3 separate regions of the Sus scrofa genome follow, and all the other regions are linked to region 1. A link is a contact called in public HiChIP or PLAC-seq and promoter capture Hi-C data. All regions are on one chromosome and are shown on one strand. Each heading gives the region's core, a stretch centred on a gene start, on an enhancer-like site or on the middle of the called end of the contact. The rest is flanking DNA. Distances are from core to core; before and after follow the strand shown. Region 1 holds the start of PSMC3 (26S protease regulatory subunit 6A). Region 2 holds the start of AGBL2 (cytosolic carboxypeptidase 2). Region 3 holds the start of PACSIN3 (protein kinase C and casein kinase substrate in neurons protein 3).

The links. Promoter capture Hi-C pulls out the DNA fragments that hold promoters and counts their contacts. HiChIP or PLAC-seq counts read pairs in DNA pulled down with a chosen protein or histone mark.
Region 2: an H3K27ac HiChIP or PLAC-seq map of alveolar macrophages shows a contact between it and region 1. The contact joins the promoter of AGBL2 here to the promoter of PSMC3 in region 1. A contact is called at or near these places in 1 of 5 promoter capture datasets (liver) and 1 of 2 datasets of contacts at active chromatin or transcription factors (alveolar macrophages).
Region 3: a promoter capture Hi-C map of liver shows a contact between it and region 1, with 2.3 times the contacts expected there. The contact joins the promoter of PACSIN3 here to the promoter of PSMC3 in region 1. A contact is called at or near these places in 2 of 5 promoter capture datasets (fetal skeletal muscle and liver) and 2 of 47 Hi-C or Micro-C datasets (embryonic fibroblasts and liver).

Annotation. Positions count from the first base shown.
Region 1 is chr2:15,183,459-15,187,171 of Sscrofa11.1, forward strand. It overlaps PSMC3 (26S protease regulatory subunit 6A), which reads left to right and starts at 2,024. Exons shown (of 12, transcript XM_003122809.3): 1 at 2,024-2,306; 2 at 2,540-2,623; 3 at 3,196-3,321. The coding sequence starts at 2,232.
Region 2 is chr2:14,931,258-14,934,970 of Sscrofa11.1, forward strand. AGBL2 (cytosolic carboxypeptidase 2) reads left to right here and starts at 1,931. Exons shown (of 15, transcript XM_021083073.1): 1 at 1,931-2,427; 2 at 2,591-2,705; 3 at 3,255-3,318. The coding sequence starts at 2,670. It overlaps FNBP4 (formin-binding protein 4), which reads left to right. Exons shown (of 17, transcript XM_021083063.1): 17 at 1-930.
Region 3 is chr2:15,378,352-15,382,064 of Sscrofa11.1, forward strand. PACSIN3 (protein kinase C and casein kinase substrate in neurons protein 3) reads left to right here and starts at 1,946. Exons shown (of 10, transcript XM_021085228.1): 1 at 1,946-2,106.

The DNA.
Region 1 (3,713 bases), core at 774-3,273:
AGATGCAGGTTTGATCCCTGGCCTTGCTCAGTGGGTTAAGGATCTGGCGTTGCCGTGAGCTGTGATGTAGGTCGCAGGTGTGGCTTGGATCTGGTGTTGTTGTAGCTGTGTAGGCCGAGTGGCTACAGCTCCGATTGGACCCCTAGCCTGGGAACCTCCATGTGCTTCGGTGTGGCCCTAAAAAGAAAAAGAAGAAAACTTGAAGTAGCAAAGGTGAGGGGTGGTGGTGAAGAAAATATCCTGGAAAGACCATTCTAGGTAGGAGCAGACATAGCCTGGTCTCAGAGAAGCAAGGAGGCCTGTAACTGATGAGGGAGGCGAGGAGTGGGGGTCAAGGTCCTGGAGAAAGTCGTGGGGGAATGAAAACCCCCAGGGCCCTGTGGGCCATTGTAGGGACTTTGGCTCTTACTCTGAGTGAATCATGTAGCTGCTACAGAATTGTGAACAGAGTGACACAATCTGACTAGTTTTCCATTATGGCTCAGTGGTAACAAACCCAACTAGTACCCATGGCCCTGCTCAGTTGGTTAAGGATCCGGCATTGCTGCAAAGCCTCGGTGTAGGTCCCAGATAAGGTTCAGATCTGGTGTTGCTGTGGCTGTGGTGTAAGCCAAAGCTGCAACTCCAATTCAACCCCTAGCCAGGGAACTTCCATATGCTATGGGTGCAGCCATAAAAAGAAAAAAAAAAAAAAAAAAAGGATATTTATGGAGGTGGGAAGTCTCCAATATCTGTAGAGTAAATTGACAAACTGGAAACCCAGGAATGCTGATGGTTTAGCTTCATCAAAATCATAAGGCCTGAGAACCAGGAGAGCTGATAGTGTAAATTCTAGTCTGAAAGCCAGCAGGTACAAGACCCTAGAAGAAAGAGGCTGATGTTTCAGTTCAAGTCTCAATCCTGAAAAAGACCCATGTGCCAGTTCAAGGCAGTCAGGCAGGAAGAGTTCCCTCTTTCCCTGGGGATAGTCAGCCTTTTTGTGCTAGTCAGATCTTCAACTGATTGGATGAGGCCCACCCTCTTTTAGGGAATCCCCTAATTCTTTTTTTTTTTTTTCAGGGCTCCACTCGTGGCATATGGAGGTTCCCGGGGCTAGGGCTGGAGGTGTAGCCACTGGCCTATGCCACAGCCACAGCAACGACAGATCCGAGCCACATCTATGACCTACACCACAGGTCAGGCAACACAGAGTCCTTAAACCACTGAGCGAGGCCAGGGATGGAACCTGCGTCCTCATGAATGCTAGTCAGATTCATTTCCCATGAACCACAATGGGAACTCCCATTTTTTTTATTTTATAAGGGCCACACCTGCAGCATACTGAAGTTTCCAGGCTAGGGGTCAAATCGAAGCTGCAGCTGCCGGCCTAAGCTACAGCTACAATGCCAGATCTGAGCCACATCAGTGACCTACCAAGAGGCTTGCAGCAACGCCTCTTAGCCCACTGGGCCAGACCAGGGATCAAACCTGCATCCTCCGGGATACTAGTCAGTTGGTAATTGCTGAGCCACAACAGGAACTCCATTAAGAGAATTCCCTAATTCTTAACTGGGCCAGTTTCTGAGGTTGAAAGCCCCCCTTCAAAAATGGCTTTTCAGGGGTTCCTGTTGTGGTGTAGCGGAAACAAATCCGACTAGTATTCCTGAAGATGCGGGTTCATCCCTTGCTTTGCTCACTGGGCTGGGGTTCTGGCTTGGCCGCGAGCTGCGGTGTGGGCCGCAAATGAGGCTATGATACCGAGTTGCTGTGGTTGTGGCTCCGACTCCACCCCTAGCCTGGGAACTTCCATTTGCCGGGAATGCACCCCTCGCCCTCGCTCCCGCCCGCGCCAAAAGCAGCAAAAGAGCCTTTTCATGCGCCCGCTGGACTAGGACTACATTGCCCAAAGGCCGTCTCGTTCCCCTCTTTTCTCCTTCCTCTTACGTTTTTACATCAAGGCCACGCCCCTCTGCGCGTGTCAGCCAATAGCGCATTACCTCTTGCGATGGCATAAACAGGACGAGGGCGGGAACGGTTCCGGAGCCTTAGGGGCGGGTCCTGTGGCCCGGGCCTCGTCTTTTGAATCGCAGACGCAGATTCGCTGTGGTAACGCGGCGCAAGCTAATTCTGTCAAGAGTCAGGACTTGGAGAAAGAGGGCTGGCGTTAGTCAAGCGCAGGAGTTAAGAAAGACATTATTAATCTCTCGCCCCGGCTGCTGTCCGGTTTAATCTTCAACCTTCTCCTCCAGGAAATGAATCTGCTGCCGCAGCTCGAGAGTCCAGTGACTCGGCAGGAGAAGATGGCGACGGTGTGGGATGAGGCTGAGGTGCGCGGCGGGAGAGCTTGGGGTCTTGGAGCCAGGGGCCAGCGTAGAGATGCTCTTGTCAGGAGGGGAGGCGGTGGCTGGGGGCGGGGGGGGTCAAGAGCTAGCCCGGTCCGGGGGTTGGGGCCGCTGGGGATGTGGGCAAGGGTCTTATGGTTTTATGGATGAGGAAACTGAGGCTGAGCTCACAGTCATCAGTTAGCTGCCCTGAGTTTAATAAAAAAATTTTTTCACAGCAAGATGGAATCGGGGAGGAAGTACTCAAGATGTCCACAGAAGAGATCGTGCAGCGCACACGGCTGCTGGACAGTGAAATCAAGGTGGGCGCACAACCCCTGATCCCAGCTGCTACTCTCACGTCTTTCTCGACCTCCCTAGGGGCGGTGTGGGGACCGCCCTCTGACCAGGAAAAGAGAGAAGAAAACTAAGCTTTAAAAGGGACCAGAAGAGAGGGTAGCAGGAGACCAGGCCTGAGAGGAGGACTCATCAGACTGCCTTTCCCAGCGAGGTCTTTCAGTCTTCCCCTGGAGAATCCCTTTTTTAGGAAGTCCCCGTTTTACAGATGAAGAAACTGAGGCTCACAGAGGTTTTTTTTTACTCTGGTGAAGTACACAGCCTGTAACAAAAGGCAGAAGCTAAAATCTCTGTTTGGTTGACTAAAGTCATGTTCTTTTTCCCTTTACTCCAGCTATTTCGCCAGGAGGTGTCCAGACTGGCCTCCTGTTTTGACCTCTGCTGGTTGTGGACACAGCCTGAGCTTTCAGGGAGCCTTAGAGCTGAGAGCACCGGTGCAGGAGGGTCCCTTGGGCAACCTGGACTTCACTAGTTACAAGGCCTTAGGACAAGCTGAGAGCTAAGGCTGAATGTTTGCTTCCACTTACCCCTACCCCAGATCATGAAGAGTGAAGTGTTACGAGTCACCCACGAACTCCAAGCCATGAAGGACAAGATCAAAGAGAACAGTGAGAAAATCAAAGTGAATAAGACCCTGCCGTACCTGGTCTCCAACGTCATCGAGGTGTGTGTGTATGTGGAGGGGAAGAGAGAGGGTCACTGGGGCTTGGAGATAACCTGCAAGGGGACCATTGGGGAAAGAGTGGGTGGGCGTTTGGAGGCCTAATCGCATGTAAGGGGCATCCTTTTTAGGGTTTCCTTTGTAGAGTGAATTTCCAGGGGAGATACATGGGGCTGAAGAGGCCTCCTCACGTTTCCTTTCCTACTGGCTGTTTTTCCTTGAGGGGTAGATGACCTCCGTGCAGAGAAGCAACACCTGAACAGAATCTTAACCAATCCTCTGGCTTATTAACTACACCTTTGCTGGGCTCAGGGCTAGTCTGAGGCGTGAGATAGGGGTGGCCAGTCCTGTGAGTATTCTCGGCTCCAGGAGTACTGGGCTCTGGAGAGGTCAGG
Region 2 (3,713 bases), core at 681-3,180, 250 kb before region 1:
TATCTATATTCAGTTCAGAGTCTTAACCAGTTTTACTGTTGTCAGTGAACTAGAAATGTTATGAGGGAGAGCATATGCATTTCCTGGGTAAGAGCATACACATACAAAATTCCCACATTCGTGAAGTGTAATTTCTCTATTTTGCTGAAAGGTGAGGTGACTGAATGCTTTGACCTGGCTGCCTTTATTCTTACACTGGCAAATTCAGCACGTTAGAGCCATTAACCTCATCAGTCTGAACATATGGCTCATGAATATGACACCTCTGTAGAGGACCCACTAAGGAAGAATGATTTTCCTGCCCAGTAGAGGCAATGTATTTCCTAGTGTGGCGCTCTCTCTCATTAACTTCTTCAGAACAAGTGCAATTAAGAAGGCAGCTCTGTATTCTACCTTGCTTAACTGGGATTATAGGAATCTCTTTCTGACCTCTTCCTCTAGTCTGCCATGCCTGAAGTGCTGAGTATAGCAGGTTGTTCACCTGGTACTAACAGATGGCCACACTCTTCAGAGTATTCTTTCCCACAGATTCTAGAACTTATAGCTCAGTCATTTCACATACTAGGTGACATTTAAATTTCAATATAGGCAGCAGCGGCAGCAGGTGTTCATGTCCTTGATTATGAGAATTTCCCCCTTACATATGTGGCAGTAAACGTAATAAGAGCCACTCCATGTATTAATGTGTTTCCATTTTCTTGACTTGGTCCAAAGTTCACCTCCCTTTTATGTGTGAATGTATTCTCCATAAAATTCCAGTATTTAAAAAGCAGTTTACTCTTCTGTACTTTCTATTGTATCACAATCAGGTAAAAGTCACTTTAAACTGAAGAAAAAGCAAATTGTGTTTTAAAGCTGTTTGTATTTCTCCAGTTTCTGACCTTGTAAATTTGTACATATGCACTAATAAAGCTTTTTTTATACTTCTGATTGGTTATCCTTTTGCTCCTGTTTTGATTATTACTCCATGATTATGTTAACCAAGACTTAAGTCAATTTTTTTATAATCAACTACAGTATAAGACATGGGCAGACATGTCCTGTCATGAAAAAAGAATGTCAAGATCTTGTCAAGAATGTCTAGATCTTGTTCAGGAGTTAGGGACAGGATTAGAAAAACAGTCCTCTAGTACCAAAAGGTACTGTATGACTTCAATTTTGGATCTTGTACTCTGTAATATTAACTGATATTTGGCCTACTTAAATCCTGGAAATGATGTAATGTGGCTAATAGTTTGAAAAAAAAATAAAGGTGCTTTATATTTTTTCCTCTGATTTCAAAAGTAATACTTATGGTTATAGTCATACCAAGTTAACCAAAGACAATAGTTAGAATTTTATTCCAATATATTTATATGCATGCAGTTGTCGGATCAGTGTTGTGTATGCTAGTGTGTTGTTTTTTATTTACCATTATGCAAATATTAGGGTGACCATTTTGTATATAGATTGTTTTTCTTGCAATTTGCAGAGAGCAAATTTCTGAAAATAAAGGCTATCAACTAGCCATTAAAGCTTTTGCTTTGCCTAACAGTTTTCCAAACTTCCAAGAATTGCTGCAGAGTACATACTTGTCTCTATCCTACCAGAATGGAGCATATTAACTTGTTTTTCAAGTCTAGCCAGGGGATGGAGAGCCTAGGAAGGTGGAAGGAGAGAGGAAGCCGCTCTCTTTGAGCAATACTTAACAGTTTCCCTAAAGCTAGCTAAGTAATAGCAACTAAGTTTGGAGTATGTTGAGCACTACTGGCGTTGTGTTTGCCCATTAATATACCTTCGAATACCCCGAAGCGGGTCTGCAGTATATTGTGCGAAACGAGGAATGAGGCTGAAACTGGTACCCCCGCCAAGTGATCGACTTCATCCGGGTTCCACACCTATTCCTTGGGGCCTCGCTCCCCGGAAGCGCCCAGCTGCCCCGCCCTCTCGCTTCCGCCTCGCGGTTGCTAGGCTACCCAGGCCCTTGCAGAAAGTTGTGGCAAGCGAGCAAGGCGAGCGCTTCGTCTTCGCCGAGCGCTGCGGTGCCTCCAGGCTCGCTCCGGCTCCTTTGCTGCTGCTGTTGGCGCCGCGCCCATCCCTGCTAGCCCGACTGGCTAGGGTAGCCAGTCTCCCCTGTCCCCTCCTAGGAAATCTCTACGCCCGCTCCCGCGCCTCTTCAGGAAACTGTCTTTCGCCACCTTCTCCCAGATAAGGAAACATTGAAACCCTGAATTCGTTTTAAGAGCCCACTCTCCCGACCCCTGATCTTTCTTTTCCATGTCCACAGAGACGACTCCGCCGGATCCCTCCATCCCTTTTTCTTAATCTTTCCTGCGGCGTCCTGGTGGTAGGCAGCTCCTTCTTAGGGAGAAGAAAGCAATGGGGCCGGCAGGAGTCCTGGGGCTTCGGGAGAAGGAGGCTTGAAGACAAGCCGCCCTTCCTCATCAGGTGCGCATTCAGGCCTCACGGTGGGCACCACCGGCTGGGTCCTTGTTTGAGGAGCGGGTGGGTTAGCAGAAAAGAGAGCAAGGCGACAGGGGGCGTGGACGTATTTCGAGTTTTTTCGGTTGTCCTCCTGTGGTTTTTTTAGCTTCATCTGTCTAATAATCAGGTGCCTTTTGGAAATTGGGCAAGGGTGTGGCTGGACGCCGTGTCACTGACTGGTCTTCAGCATACCATGTAGAAGTAACATGTTCCCAGCATTGGAAAAAGAGCCAAAGCCGAAGGTTAGTAATACCCCTCTCCAGAAACACCACAGAAATCCAGTACTAGATTAGAAAATATATCCTGGTGGCACCTTTTTCTGGCTGGAGATCTTGATCCCAAAGATGGAATAATATGCGTAAAGGTGTTTCACTTGGTTTGTTTACAGAAATTCTAGGTATAGTGTCCTCTGTAACAATGCTTCTGTACTTTGGTTAAGAGCCAGTATTATTATTTTTTTTTATTTATTTTTTGTCTTTTTAGGGCCGAACCTACAGCATATGGAGGTTCCCAGGCTAGGGGTCTAATCAGAGCTGCAGTTGCCAGCCTACACCACAACCACAGCAATACCAGATCTCAACCACCTCTACACCACAGCTCATGGCAACGCGAGATCCTTAACCCACTGAGCAAGGCCAGGGATCAAACCTGCAACCTCACAGTTCCCAGTCAGATTCGTTTCCACTGCACCACGACAGGAACTCCAAGAGTCAGTATTACTCTTATGACAGACTATTATGCTTGTTATTATGAAAGCTCTTTCCTGATTGAGATGGTCTTTCATTTTACAGACTCTTCCTGATCCCTATGAAGATTTTATGTACCATCACCTCCAGTACTATGGTTACTTTAAAGGTAATAGCTCACTCTTATCTAGCATCACCTTTCCCGGGTTCATAAAGTGAATTGTTTAACTGGGAGAGTTATGCTTAAATCAACTAATGATGAGTTTTTCCATCACCATTAGTGAAAAGTACTTTTTTTTTTTGGCTTTTTAGGGCTGCACCTGTGATATATGGAGGTTCCCAGGCTAGGGGTCAAATCAGAGCTACAGCCCCTGGCCTACGGCCCAGCAACACAGGATCCTCATCTGCGACCTACACCACAGCTCGCAGCAACGCCAGATCCTTAACCCACTGAGCAAGGCCAGGGATCGAACCCACAACCTCATGGTTCTTAGTCGGTTTCATTAACCACTGAGCCACAGTGGGAACTCCAGTACCACCCTTTCTTAATGACACCACATGGCA
Region 3 (3,713 bases), core at 696-3,195, 190 kb after region 1:
GGAGAGAAATGGCAGCCCTCCGAGGAGATAAGCCCTTCCTGCAGCCCTCTGCCTGCTCTAATCTACACTTCGAAGGGCTGCCAGAGTTACCTTTTCAAAGGATAACTTTTAAAAGATGGAGTCACTGCCATTCACATTTCTCACTGCCTATAGTATAAAGTCTAAACTCCTTAGCCCGTCTCGAAAATCTTCACCATTCAATCCCATCCCATCTTTCCAGCCTCAGCTCCCATGTGCCTTCACTCCATCCTGAGCTCAGTATTCTAGATATTTTAGTCTGGAACTGCCCCAAACTGTTGCCACTAGAGAGAATCACCATGATCAGTTTGGTGTGTATTCTCTGAATATTTTGAGTGTTCTGCAACTTTGCTTTTTTTTATTCAATAGTGTCTTGGGGATCTTCATATAAGAAAACAACTTGAGAGTTCTTGTTGTGGTTCAGCGGAAATGAATCTGACGAGCATCCATGAGGACAAAGGTTCCATCCCTGGCCTTGCTCAGTGGGTTAAGGATCCTGTGTTGCTGTGAGCTGTGTTGTAGGTTGCAGACGTGTCTCGGATCCTGTGCTGCTGTGGCTATGGTGTAGGCCAGCCACTACAGCTCCAATTCGACCCCTAGCCTGGGAACCTCCATATGTCTCGGGTGAGCCCTTAAAAGCCAAAAATACCCCCCCAACCCTCCACATCTCTATCTACACTGTGCTTTAAATGTTGCAGAGCAACCCACAGCATGAGTGAACTTTAGGATTATTCAACCATTGCCCTCTTGATTGACATCTGTTTGCAGTTTTTCCCTTATTGCAAAAAAATACTATACACAAATTTCCCTGTACCTTTTTCTGCACTTGTACATGTTTGTCTAGGGTAGATACCAAAAAGTGGAATTGCTGGGTCACCAAGTCATAAGCTAACACCTCTGGGGCTTGGCACACCCTAGTGCTCCCGCCTAGAATGCCTCTGCACATGACTCATTCCTGTTCATCAAGACCAGTCAAGTGTCATCACTCAGTGAAAGGTGGTCTCTTCTGCTTCTGTTTTCCCATAGTACTTCCTGTCCATATTATCTCATTATCATAAACTTATGGCTCTGCCTTATTGGTCTTTGTATTCCCAACACCCAGCATACGGCTAAGCATAAAGCCAAAATTCAAATGTTTTCTTGACTGGATGAATGAAGGCATAAATAAATAATGAAGGTACTGTGGTTAGGACATTCCAGAAAGTCAAGGTGAGTCTGTGAGTGTTGTGAACTTGGGCTTTGGACCAATCTGCCGCCTGGTGCCCTGAGCCAAGCTGCGTCTCTGGGTTTCTGTCCGCTTAGTCTCTGACCTCGGGCATCTCATCTTAAACTCTGTTCAAGTTGTGTACCTCACGGTGGAGCCCTGTGAATGTGTAGGGGCTCTGGCCACAGAGCACAGACATATGAGCCCTGGGGCAGCACTGGCAGGGGTTGGCTTTCCAAGGTTAGCTCTGTCTCCTTTCACCCTTGAAGCAGCTTAGTATCCCTGGGTTTTGGTTTATTTTTTCTCCCTGCAGTACTTTAGAGGCAATTAAGATCAGCTGCAACATTTCTGCTTGCTGCCTCCAGATCTGAACCCAGGGGAAGCCAGATGTTTTCCACTAGCATTCCCTCTTGTGGTCTGATGAACAGCCCTGTTTTCTGAGTCTCTCTGTGACCTAGCTTCCTCAGATCCCAAAGCCTGGCTTGCAGCCTTTATTTTTAATAGGGTTTTAATAGGTGGCTCCTGTAATTAACTTCATTCTTGTGTTTTCACACTTTCTGTCCAGGTGCCTAGAGGCCCCCAGGCACTAGGTGGGATGTTAACTGATTTTGAATAATACAGAACCTTATGGCTGTCATTAGCTATTACCTCAGCTCCTCTGATTTGCAGTTAGTTGTTTTACAATCATTAATTAGCTGGGGCACATGCCCATTTGGGAGGTCAGCCCAGTCACCCGTCATGTTTCACAGAGGTAGAAACAGATATGGAGGAAAAAGGACTTGTCCAAGTCCCAACAGAGAGAGTGGGTGTTGAAACTTGTTTCAGAAGCTACGTTCTGCTGCGTACACACCCTGTGAGCGCCAAGGCAAGGATCCACTACTCAGGTACGATTGCGCAGCTGTCTCAGGTGCCCAGCTGACGATTGCACCCTCCCACAAGGACTGCGGAGAAGTCAGCCCTCAGCAGCTAAAATTACCACCTGAAATTACTCCCATTCATTCTCTTTAGGCCCCCTTTCCATTTTATGAGCAGATTTATCTGCCCAAAGAACGCGAACGTGATTCCTCCGGGATTTAGAAACTACATAATTTTGCTATTTTTAAAGCTGCCGTTTGAAAATCTGTGCTCTCATACTCACACTCCTCAAGGAGTGGGGGCGGGGGTGGGGCTGCAGCGGGTGGGGACGAAGAGTACGTGCTGCGGGGAGAACAGCATGGCTCTTGGCCTCCCAGAGCGCCGCTCTGTCCTCTGGGGAGGCGCTCCTCAGAGCACGCGGGAGGGTTTGCAACCCCCAGCAACTTGGGCCGCTCGGACTCCCGGAGCGGCCCAGGCGTCGGATTCCGGCGACCTGCGCCCCCTTTCTGCTGCCAGACGGAGGGCAGCGCCGCGGGTCCCCCAGCCCTAGAGGGAGCGGGAAGGGAGAGGCGGTCGAGCAGGTGGCGGTTAGGTCAGCCTCGGAACATTCTTGGACCGCTCCAGTGGATATAAATAACCGACGGATAGGCTCCGAAATGTCTCGGGGTGGGGGGCAAGGGGGTGAGGAAGAAGGGATTTATTCAGTGTGGGGGGTGGTATCGGGGCATTCTGGAAAGATCTACCAAACCTTTGGTAGCTGACAAAGGGGATGGAAGGGCGAAGGGGTTTAAGAATGAATCGTAATTGGGTTGTGATGATCGTTGTGGTGAACTATAAATGTAATAAGATTCATTGAGTTAAAAAAAAAAGAATCGTGATACACTATCTGGGAATAACGCGGAGGGGGAGGAGCTCAAGCCTTTCTGCCCCACCCCCACCGAAGTCAGACCTAGTCCTCAGAATGGGCCCCCAGACTGGCAAGGAGGGCTGTGCAAGGAAGGGGTCTTTGGAGTCCCGGACCTGCCTGACTACAGCTCTGAGGTCTCTGAGCCTCACTTTCTGCATCTATTCAACGGGAGCCCTAATGCTTGCAAGAGGATGGTTATGAGCCTCGTCGGAGCTAATTTCTAACTAAGAAAGCTGTGCTCAGCAAAAAGAGTAAGGCAGTGTAGCCCCAGACCTCCCTCCAAAGGGAGCCGGTGCAGGCCCCATCCCTTCCCGCTTCCACTGGTCTCCCAGGCTCTGAGGAGGCCTGGGAGGGGCAAAGCCGAAATCTGACTCCCTATAGCGCCGAGGCACCACCCAGGAGAGTCGGCCCTCATTCGGGACCCAAGACCCCAAGGCCCGCGCCCCTGGAGCCGCGATGCAGGCAGCTCCTGCGCCCCCGCCGCTAGCCGGTGGGGTTGGGGCAGCAGAGCCGAGGAGAGGGCGGGGCCGGGGGCTGGGCTTCCCGGGGGAGGGCCCGGCGCACTCCGGGAGGCGGTGGCCCCGGCCTGGGAGCCGCAGGACTCGGGCAGGAGCGTGGCCAGACCCCCACCCGCCGAGGCGCCCAGGGAGGACGCGGTGAGTGCTGCCCGGGCGGGGACCGTGGGGAGGCGGCGGCAGGAGCTGCTGCTCGAGCCCGCCCTCTCCTCCT